3 separate regions of the Mus musculus genome follow, and all the other regions are linked to region 3. Evidence: chromatin contacts called from public HiChIP or PLAC-seq and promoter capture Hi-C data. All regions are on one chromosome and are shown on one strand. Each heading gives the region's core, a stretch centred on a gene start, on an enhancer-like site or on the middle of the called end of the contact. The rest is flanking DNA. Distances are from core to core; before and after follow the strand shown.

Region 1 (3,577 bases), core at 327-2,826, 580 kb before region 3:
ATTTATTTCTAATTATAGAATATTACATTTAGATGTTTATTCCCTTAAACTTCAAGCTATTTCTCCTATCTGTCCAGTGGGCTTTCCAATCTCTCTGCATACCATGCATTTCCCAAACTCCACCCCAAATAACCATCTGCTCCCACCTCCCACCTCATGCCCCACCTCATGCCCCACACCCCGCCACCACTGTCAATACATTCTACTATTTTTTTGTTTTTTGTTTTGTTTTTTGTTTTTCAAGACAGGGTTTCTCTGTATAGCCCTGGCTGTCCTGTAGACCAGACTGGCCTCGAACTCAGAAATCCACCTGCCTCTGCCTCTGCCTTCCGAGTGCTTCTACCAGAGCTCTTATCTCTCTACACTAGACCCAATTTCCTTCTAAGTTTCTCATTTCAGTGAGTTATTCCTCCATTAGCTAGAAAGCCAAGTGTTCCCATCACCTAAATCTAACTGCTCACTAGGCTTCTGGGTCTTTCCCATCAACCTTTCTTGACTGTATTACTCCCAGATCCTTCCCTTAGCTCAGGAACTTTGGGAAGGTCATAAAACAATTGCCCGTACTGAAGGGAGAGGCTAATTAACATTCCTCAGACCACAGGGTGGGAACCTACCTTCATTCTGCCAGATGGACTGTTGCTGACCTTCAGACAAGGGAAATTTTTGCCATCACATTCCCTAAAGACCAATCAATTTAAAGGGTGCACTGTTCCACCAGTCATACTGTGCCTAGTTGCTGATGCTCTGTTCGGCCCCTGGAAACCATATAAAAATTTCCTGACCGGGCACCAGAGGGTCATGGCCTCTCCTTCAGGTCTGGGGTGACCCCAGTGCAATGGAACAATAAATTCCTGTTGCTTTTTGCATCAGCTCCATGTGGCTCACTCAGGAGGTCCCTGGTAAGCTAAGGCTCCCCAGAGTCTTACACCACCGCCTAAATCTAACTACTCACCAGGCTTCTGAGTCTTTCCCACCAACCTTTCTCAACTGTATTACTCTCCACGACCATTCCCTTACCTAAGCTCATGCCTTTCATCAGTTCTATAAGCTTGTAAGATTGGAGGGTTGGTCTCTTCTGCTTTTCTCACCAGGTAATCAGGGACATTGTCCTAAGAATAAGGCTCAAATTCCCGTTAGCATGCAAGTGTTACTTTTATGAATCTTGTGCATGTCTTCATTATTTATTTCAACACCTCCCTACCAACTTCATGTATTTTACCATTTCCTCATGTTCTCTTTACAATCTCTGCCTCCACATTCCTGGATACTTCACACTCATTAAGACCCAGGATAGTGACTAACTCCTAACATTCCATGCTTGATTTACAACTGGTGGTGCTATTTTGGGAAGTGATGTAATTTTAGGAGGTGGGGTCAAATGGGAGGAAGTAAGTCTCATATCTTGGAAAGTTATGTTTGGTCTCTGGTTCCTTCTTTTTGTTTTGTTTTGTTTTGTTTTGTTTTTGTTTTTTGTTTTGTTATTTTTCGAGACAGGGTTTCTCTGTATAGCCCTGGCTGTCCTGGGACTCACTTTGTAGACCAGGCTAGCCTCGAATTCAGAAATCCACCTGCCTCTGCCTCCTTTGGTTCCTTCTTACTCTCTACCTTCTGTCTGCTGTGAGGTAGAGAACATTCTTTACTGGGATCAGTGATCTTACCCTGTTGGTAAGGGGTGTTGCCATGCAAACCTGGGAACCTGAGTTCAATCCCCAGAACCCACATAAAGGTAGATGTAGAGAACCAACAACACAGAGTGGTACTCTGACCTCCACACAGTACATTTGTCCCCTGCCCCATGCACATACATGTACAAGTAATGAAAAGACTATTTTAAAAGCCCACATTGTGGAAACACCATTCCTCTGCCATGATGATTTATAGAAATCATGAGCCAAATAAATAAACCTTTTAAGCTCCTTTTAAGATGGCTTTGTCAAGCATTCTGTCACAGTGTCAAGGAAGTCAACTAATTCATCCATGTCCTCCCATAAGTGTTTCTAGATCTTCCTTGCCTGAGTTAATTGTTTCTACATGTGTTCTTCCCTAACCTCCCTATACCTACCAGTGTGGCATTCCTCATCCCATGGACTGTATCCCATTTTACTCCCTTAACTTTCTAAGCAGAAATGGTATTATGTAGCTCATATTGGTCTTGAATTCTTTTTTTTAATGTATTTATTTATTTTATATATGTGAGTACACTGTAGCTGTCTTGAGACACACCAGAAGAGGGCATCAGATCACATTACAGATGGTTGTGAGCCAGCATATGGTTGATGGGACTTGAACTCAGAACCTCTGGAAGAACAATCAGTGCTCTTAGCCACTGAGCCATCTCTCCAGCCCTGGTCTTGAATTCTTGATGTGGCCAAGGATAGGCTTAAATTGATCCTCCTGTCTCATCCTTGAATGTTGATGTTATAGATGTATATCTATACTTGGCTCAGATTTAAAAGTCTTTTATGACAAAGCTTTACTTAAGTGTCTTTGGAAGCTGGGAAATGTTGAGAGTTGCCATTTTGATGGTATTCAATACATTTTGGTTGAATAAAGGAAAAGTTAAGTGTTTTTTTTTTTTTTTTTTTTTTTTTTTTTTTTTTTTTTGGTTTTTCGAGACAGGGTTTCTCTGTGGAGCCCTGGCTGTCCTGGAACTCACTTTGTAGACCAGGCTGGCCTCGAACTCAGAAATCCGCCTGCCTCTGCCTCCTGAGTGCTGGGATTAAAGGCATGCGCCACCACACCCGGCTAAGTTAAGTGTTTCTTAATAGGTGGTAAAATTTACCATTTTACCTAGGCTTTTTTTTCCTTTCTCTTTGTGACAATCCTGGCTGTCTTGAAATTTGCTTTGTAGACCAGGCTGACCTCAAATACACAGAGATCTGCCTATTTCTGCCTCCCAAGTGCTAGAATTAAAAAATGTGTGTCACTGAGCTCAACAAATTTAGCCAGGTTTTAAAAAGGAGACTAATAGCACTATGTATATCAAATCATAGTCCAACCATAACTGTTAACATTTTGTAGAACTGCCCAGTATCTCACACAGAAACTCCAGATCCCTTCAACCGCAATTCCCTTTCTATGCTCTTAGCTGGCAGTGACCGTTTTTTCTTCAGTTTCTATCAATCTGTCAATTTTAAGTAACTCATGTAAGTATACTTATATATCATTAGTCTTTATGTGTTTAATTCACTCCGCATATTTTCATATGTGAAAAGGCAAGTTATAGAACTTCATTCTTTGTTAAGGTTAAATGTATTTCATTGAAACTTATACTACTTTTGTTTACCCGCTCATGTTGATGGACTTATTTCTACCTTTTGGCTATTGCAAGCAGTGCCGCTATGAACATGGATGTATAAGTGTGTGGTTGAAGCTCTGCTTTCAACCATTCGGTGTACATGCCTAGTGCATGTTTTTCTCCTGTCCTTAATCAAATGGTCTTTGGCACCATTGTTTTTATTTTTACTATTATAAATATTTTGTGTACAAAGAAGGTCTGGCTACATAGCCACAGGCTGTCAAAATCATGATGCTTGTGCTTCAGCTCTCAGGTGCTAAGATGGCAGCCGTGATCAGA
Region 2 (3,544 bases), core at 405-2,904, 620 kb after region 3:
AAACAATCCAAGGATGTAAATCACACATGGTGAAAGCCATTGGATTAGAAACACATTATCCTTGTCTGATTCGCTAACACCCACATGCTCCAAATAAGCTTGGAGTTTGATTTACACCCTGACATTTAAGGAAATGGGAAAGGGTGATCTAGTTCCATCTTGATAAATGCTTCCCCCAACCCCACCCTGTGTCTGCAACACCAGCCTGGGAGAACAATGGTATAGGGGAGGGTCCTAATCATATAAACAGGCACCTGGGCCAGACAGGGTAGCCCCTCAAGTGACCAGCTTTCTGCTTAGCATTGACTGGATCCTGCATCATCAAGTACAGCCAAACAGCTGTCTGGGCCGAGGATAGGAGCCAGGATTTCAGGCTTCAATTCTAGCCTTGTCTGTGTGTCTTCCCTTCTGGAGAGTGCAGACAGAACCCTTAGGTGCAGGTTGTTCCAGGATCTGCATGAAGCAACACATGTTCTGCATGAGTAGCCCAGCTGATAGAAAAGGCAGAGATGCTAGAGAAGGCAGAAATGCCGAGAAGGGGGCGGGGACATCAACAGTGACACACCTCTGCACAGAAAAGCAAATGGGCCTCTTTGTCCATCACCAGAGCCGTAGTTTAATAGCCAGGAGATTACATATTGTGTTTCCTGTGGATTTGAAGGCCTTGCTTTGGAGAGATAGATGCCCCCCAGGCAGGGTCCCCAGAGGTGGGCTATTTTCTCCTGCTCTCTCCTCCTCCCCTCCCAGAGCCTTTGCTTGCCAAGCAGTCCTGTGCCATAAACACTAATCCGTGCAGCTCATCTCGGAGGGAGGTTTAGCTGCATTTGTGAATTCAGAATGAAATCCCTCTCTTCCCCCAGTCCAAGTGAACAGCTGGCAGGAGATACTGATAGCAAGGAAAGAAGTCGTCACTTTGTTGGATGTTATCCTGAATAATAAGTGAACTGCTGACGACATTTCTGAGAGCTCCAGAAAACTGCCACCATCCAGCCTCTGCCACCACCTGGCCGCTCAGCAGAGCGAGCAGTCTCTGTGCAGCTCGAAATGTGGGTGAGCTAGAATAGATGCTAAAGGGGAAGTTGGGTAAATGTTGGGACATCGAAGCTCTGATACGGAGACAGCCCTATATACATGCACAAGCACACACACACACAAGCAGACATCCATGAGGCACTCATGCACGCGTGTGCACGTGAAACTTTACCATCCTTTGTAATGGTTAGCTTGCTGCAATCACTAGATAGATTATTAAGAATATCTGAAACTTGGTCACCTCTTCTGTAAAATGGGAGTACTAGTTTACCAAAAAGCCTGTTAGGACTAGACACCAGCGTGCGGAGGTCCACAGTCTGTCACAGGCACTCAGTGACTTATGGGTCTTTACTTCTTCACAGATAGAAAAGAAAACCGTGTGTGTACTTATCACTTTGCCTAAGTAAGAAACCTTACTGTGAGATTTTGGGGAGACGCTGGGGGCAGGAAGGGAGAGGACATTTTCTCAGCTCTGTATTCCTAGGGTGCAGAGCCATTATTGCAATGTCACTTGCAGAAGCAGTTGCAATCTGGCCACCAGTGAGCCAGGTGCCCGCCTGAGTGAGCGCCTGGAGCACAAAGCCCTTCAGAGCATGCTGAGCCCCTGATGACTGCGGACTCAGCCCGCCCCCAGCTGCACAATCACGCGGCACAAATCCCTGTATTTTCAATGGAAGGAGCCGCTCCAGTGGCTCTAAAGAGAGAAGGAACCACCACTGAACATGTCTTTAAAATTCACATCGGCTCTGCCTCTCAGGGGGCCTTGAGACTGCTTATGGAGGGAAAGTACATGATGCTCATTTATATGTGTTGTCCCTGTGGCCCAGGGTGGCCCAGGTGACAGCTGTTAGCTCTCTGGGACCACAGGAGCATGATGAGCCTCAGGCAGGAGAAGAACTTAATTAATCAGTGCATTGATTAAATACCTACTATGAGCCAGCCTCTATGATAGGCACGGTGGGAGATAGAGAACAAAAGCAGACAACCTCTGGTATCTGGAGTTCTAGCTGAGCTGCACTCGAAACACATGCAAAACGTTAGACGTCAAGGTAAGAAATGAACAAAAATCTGATCCAATAATTCTAGACGTTGCATAATACTCTGCTCCATGATTAATTGCTAAATGGTTGGCAATGACACTAAGCACTATGGGAAGAGATCAATCATTGTGCATTTACAATTGCCTTCTGCAGCCTTTGACCATAAAATGACCAGGTATTTCTAAGGATTTCCCCACCCTTGCTTATTTTTGAAGTCTGACAGTCTGTACCCTGTTATATAGATGACATAAAAATTCTTTTCTTTTTAAAGATGTATTTATTTGTTTTATGCATTTGAGTACACTGTCGCTGTCTTCAGAAACATCAGAAGAGGGCATCAGATCCCATTACAAATTGTTGTGAGCCACCATGTGGTTGCTGGGAATTGAACTCAGCACATCTGGGCAAGCAGTCAGTGCTCTTAACCGCTGAGCCATCTCTCCAGTCCCAACATAAGCATTCTTACTAGATGCCCCCATCCACTCCCATTCTACAAGTGCATGTCTGGTCCTTACACAGCCAGAGGGAGAGGGGGAAGAAATGCAATCCAACTAGAAGTCAACGTGTCCAGTCCTCTGTACTAATAATATGCCTCAGCACAGCTCTCATACACCCTGACACAGTCTATGCAGCTAGCTTTCTCTTGACACTACCAAGTACCCAAAGTCAAGACCTGGGATGCTTGGACATGGATCTTCTCCTTTGCATAGAATGGTGACTGGCACTCAGCAGTCCCTTCAACACATGGTTGAATGAATGTTCATACAATTCTACTGACTTAATGGATCCTCACTGCCAACACATATATACAAGGGAACTGTGAAATGAGGACAATGTGTTTCCAGAAAGAAAGGAGCCTCCGATATCAAAAAAAGATTATATTACAACCATCAAGGCTTGGAACTCACCATATATTTCCTCCTTACTTGAAGAAGAATTCGGTAGAATGAGGGCAGTTCTTTGTTATGTTCCATTGAATAGGTTCTTTGCTCCTGCACCAATGGCAGTATGCTGGATTTCATTTAGGTTGCAGAATAAAAGAAGGGTGGTCATCCGAAGCAGGAGAGTGCAACAGCCTAGTGTCACTAACAGTTCCATACCTACAAGGTGGACATTGTGCAGCATAGTAATAGGGACATTGATGGCACACAAATGACCAGAGCCCAAGAAATATCTGCTGAGCATATACTACATGTTCTCAGCACTGACCAGGTTACTGTATGGAGAATGCACCCAGAATATGATCCAGAATGTATTAAGCATGTTGTAATGGCTGATCTTCATCATAAACTTGACTGGATTTGGAATCACCAAGGCGACACATATCTGAGCAAGTATTTGAGGTATTTCTAGAGTTTAATTGAGGAAGGAAGATACACCATCAATATGGATCTGAATGTGTGCAGATTTGACATTCCATAGGGCCAGACTGGAGATATAAATAAAAGTATAAGATACTATGTATTCATCCC
Region 3 (3,542 bases), core at 614-3,113:
CAGTGATTCGAAGGTTCTGGATGACAACCGGGCCGTCTGGACTGCTCAGGGACTCGAAGCTGAAGGTGGCTGAGCTGAGAGGACCAGGTGGAGAGGAGGAAAGAGGCACTGGGGGCATAGCAGGTTCAAGGGAGCACACACCACTGGCGAGATCTTTGTCTAAACATGAGGGCCGTAGGGGGCAGGGTTTTTCTGGTTCCTCCAGCAAAGCTGTAAGAGAGGTGTCATCTCCTTGCTCCACCTCCTTGTCTGCTGTGTCAATCTGGATCTCTGGGCAATTAAGCACGGAGACCAGCATGCCTGTCTCTGTGTCTGTCCCTGGGGCCTCCTCGGCCTCTGCTCCTTCCATACATTCAGATCCCTCGCCATCCTTAGGCTCCAGAGCCCCGGAGTCGTCTAGGGCACACAGAGCATCTTGAATCCTGTCAGAAAGGAAGTTGCCTGGGGTCATTAGCAGGATGGTTTCTTTGCTCAGTTCAGACAGTGGTGACTCCAGTTCTGAGTCTTCACATAAGAACAAGGGGCCTCGGATATCTGGCTGTAGAAAATGGGATGAGCTATTTCCTACTTTTTTTTCTTCGAGCATCCCAGGCAAATCTCCCTCTACAGCTTCATGGCCTTCTTCAATCTCTGGGGAAGGGGCTGGCTCACTGGAGGTCAAGTGTACTGGGGCTGTTGCTGGAGAAGATGCTTTTCCTACTGGCAGACTCTCTACTTCAACAATCAATGGCAGAGATGTGGGCACCGAGGGCTGCTCTAGGACACTGGATGAGCAGGGGGGTTTAGTTCCCTGTGCTGCATCATGTCTGTACTTGGAAAAGATACTCACAAGAATAAGGTGGATCCAGTCAGGATCTGATAGCTTGCTGATCAGTGGTAAGATGACATTGCAAGTAATAACTTCAACCACAACGTGGCGTCCAGTCCTCGTCTCCAGGTGGGGCTTGGGCACTAACTCTTTTAGTATCAAGTTCACAATGCCACGTGCATAAGTGACCTCCGTGGTGGGACAGCTCATGGCAGGATGGGGAGCTGTAACCTGGCAGTAAGCATCCCACAGCTGGGAGGGCTGAACTGGACAGCTCTGCTCCTTTGCAGTAGCCTCCTTTGCCTGAATATAGCTCTGCAGGTGACAACCACAGAGAGTCAGAACCCTCTGGGTAAGAGCATGGCTGTCCACTATGCTCATCCGCCTTCGAAGCTCCTGAACCAACCCTTTCATGGCTGCCTCCATCTCTGCCTCGAAGGCCGGCTCATGGCTCACAGAACGATACCAGGATAACACGAAGTCTCGGATAATCATCTGGATAGTGCGGTTAATCTCCTGTTCCAGCTGCCTTTCTGCCTCGGGACATGGAGGACAGGTGGTGATGGTAATGAATCGTTCCAGGTGCAATTGACCTGAAGCCCCTAGGATGGCAGTGGAGCCCAGCCATCCTCCCAGCGCTACCAGCGATGCACATAGAAGGATCAGAAGCCACATGTTGACCAGAAGGTGGATGACCAGTAGCCAGCCCACCAAGACCCCCACGATCATTAGCTTCCGGCTACTCCATAGATTGCTGTGGACATAACTGGACTCGGAGATAGTCCCCTGGGTAGGGGACACTGTTTGTGCCTTCATGGTTGAAAGGACAGGTATGTTTCCACAGATGACAGCCTCCGATTTTATTTTGGTGTCAGGAGTGGGAGCATGAACTGTCACCGAAGAGAACAAGTCCAGCTGCTACTGAGTGAACTCTGGACCTTCGATACTACTGGCACTGCAGAGCGACAGAAAAAGCTCTGCTTCTCCCGCTCGCTTCTGTCGACAGGGCCCATCAACTAGCCTGTTCCAGCCGAGATGAGGAAAACTTTGCCGGCCTCCATCATGGCCCAGGCGGAGAGTCTCTTCGCAGCCCCGCGCGGCCCACGGACACTTACGAACTCCGAAGCAGCAGCCGGCAGATCGGGTCACACGTCGCTGGGGGACCCGTGCTCAGACTGCGCCCCTGGGAACGAACTCTTGGGGGGGTGGGGATCCTTCCGACCGCCGCGGCCAGCAGCCACAACAAGCTCCGGCCGCCCAGGCCACTACACTCCGCAACTCCAAAGTGGACAGAGCAGCGGGCCGGCTAGCAGCCGGCGACAGCTTCCGGGTCGCGGCCTGCGGGAGCGGGGTACGCTGGGAGAGCGGCCTGGTGGATCGGAGCCACGGACGCCCCCTGGTGGTGAGGAGCGGTGGTGACGGTGGGCGTACACACCGCTCTGCTAAGCTGAGAACCCAGAGCCCGTGCTCACCTGGGCCAAAACGGATACTCGCCCAGGCTCTTTAAAGTGCTGTTTGTAAATATCTCTAGAGGTTTAGGGAAACTTTCCGTAATGAGCTTTGTTTTAATTCCCTTGGAGACGTACTGTTGGGAGCTAGATTGATGAGGGATTTTAAAAATTCTCCTTGCTTCTTCCAGAACGCCCCACCTCTACCCCCACTCCACCCCCCCCCCCGACCCCCCTCCCAACTCTACTCAATTCACAGTCCACCTCTTTTGTTTTCCGGAGTAGTCAAAGGTAAGTATTAAGATGTGGGGCAGGTTTCTAGAGAGTATTTCCTATGTTTAGTCACTGGCTTGAAGAGTGGGTCCTTGTAGCCCTTGAAGCTAATTGGGGGAATGAGTTTATTTGACGTAAATCAGCTTTCAGTAAAGCGAGTCCCTATAAGATATAGTGAATTGCAAAATCTTAAGTACGTTCTGGAATGATTTTAGTGAATCGCAATGGTTAAAGGGAACCCATTAAGAAGATAGCCTTCGTGCTGAATCTTGAAGACTTTTCTGCCTGTCGGCTTCCTTTTCTTCCCATGTGCATAGGCATGCAAGGCAGAGGAAGAGACGTCTTGTTTTTAGTTTACCCTCTAACACATTTGCCCCTGTCTGTGTTCTGCTTTGAACACATCTGCCAGTTGTCAACTCAAAAAGAGTGACCTACAAAGAAAGTCAGTATCTGAAAGTGGCACTGGCTATGTGTAGAAGCATTGATGTCTTCTTTGTGTGAAGCCTCCACCTTGGTCCTTCTGGACTCTGCAGTGTGGCTCTCCTTTCCATTTGGACACAGATGAATGCCATCGCTCTTTACCAGTCTGTCCTCTGCTGTAGCCTTGAAGGATTTAGGCAAATTCACCAAATAAAACAAAACAACCCAACAACAACAACAACAAAACAAAGCAACAAAAAGCAAAAACTAAAACAAAACAACCCCCAACCCGCAAAAAAAAAAAAAAAAAACCAAGCAAAATAAAACAACCCTGTACCAGAGAGATCTTACAGCTTCCTTTTCTGTCTCCACTGCTGGTGTCAAGGTAATAACTTTATTTGAATACAAAGGAAACCATCATCTACAATTGGATGTGGTTGACAACTAACAGCCTCAAAGGCCAACAATATAGTTTAGGATCAAAGTGTTTCTAGGCAGGCAAGGTGATCTCTGGAGTTACAAAGCACTAATTCATGTTGCCAGGGTGAACATCCTTTCACTGTATCCTCCTCCCAACTGAAAGGAATGTGAGA

What was found. Promoter capture Hi-C pulls out the DNA fragments that hold promoters and counts their contacts. HiChIP or PLAC-seq counts read pairs in DNA pulled down with a chosen protein or histone mark.
Region 1: a contact with region 3 is called in an H3K27ac HiChIP or PLAC-seq map of trophoblast stem cells, with 6 times the contacts expected there. The contact joins the enhancer-like site here to the promoter of Snx19 in region 3. A contact is called at or near these places in 10 of 39 promoter capture datasets (the C10 cell line, cranial neural crest, embryonic stem cells and 5 more), 7 of 115 datasets of contacts at active chromatin or transcription factors (bone marrow-derived macrophages, embryonic basal ganglia, embryonic stem cells and 3 more) and 2 of 9 other capture datasets (adipose tissue and liver).
Region 2: a contact with region 3 is called in a promoter capture Hi-C map of hippocampal neurons, with 3 times the contacts expected there. The contact joins the enhancer-like site here to the promoter of Snx19 in region 3. A contact is called at or near these places in 2 of 39 promoter capture datasets (embryonic stem cells and hippocampal neurons), 3 of 484 Hi-C or Micro-C datasets (cerebellar granule neurons and cortical neurons) and 2 of 115 datasets of contacts at active chromatin or transcription factors (astrocytes and forebrain).

What each region holds. Positions count from the first base shown.
Region 1 is chr9:31,007,285-31,010,861 of GRCm38.p6, reverse strand. No RefSeq gene overlaps it. Among named protein-coding and RNA genes, the nearest start is that of Gm29724, 5.4 kb to the right of the region's middle. Within about 2 kb of position 1,576, at least 28 of the 459 cell types and tissues checked have an H3K27ac peak or open chromatin away from gene starts, as enhancers often do. A contact at or near this core is called in bone marrow-derived macrophages, embryonic stem cells and trophoblast stem cells, where this site is marked.
Region 2 is chr9:29,800,596-29,804,139 of GRCm38.p6, reverse strand. It overlaps a transcript of Ntm not described here. Among named protein-coding and RNA genes, the nearest start is that of Gm15521, 170 kb to the right of the region's middle. Within about 2 kb of position 1,654, at least 47 of the 459 cell types and tissues checked have an H3K27ac peak or open chromatin away from gene starts, as enhancers often do. A contact at or near this core is called in astrocytes, cortical neurons, forebrain and 1 more, where this site is marked.
Region 3 is chr9:30,425,650-30,429,191 of GRCm38.p6, reverse strand. It overlaps Snx19 (sorting nexin 19), which reads right to left and starts at 1,863. Exons shown (of 11, transcript NM_028874.2): 1 at 1-1,863. The coding sequence starts at 1,624. It overlaps Gm30933 (predicted gene, 30933), which reads left to right and starts at 2,214. Exons shown (of 3, transcript NR_169179.1): 1 at 2,214-2,325.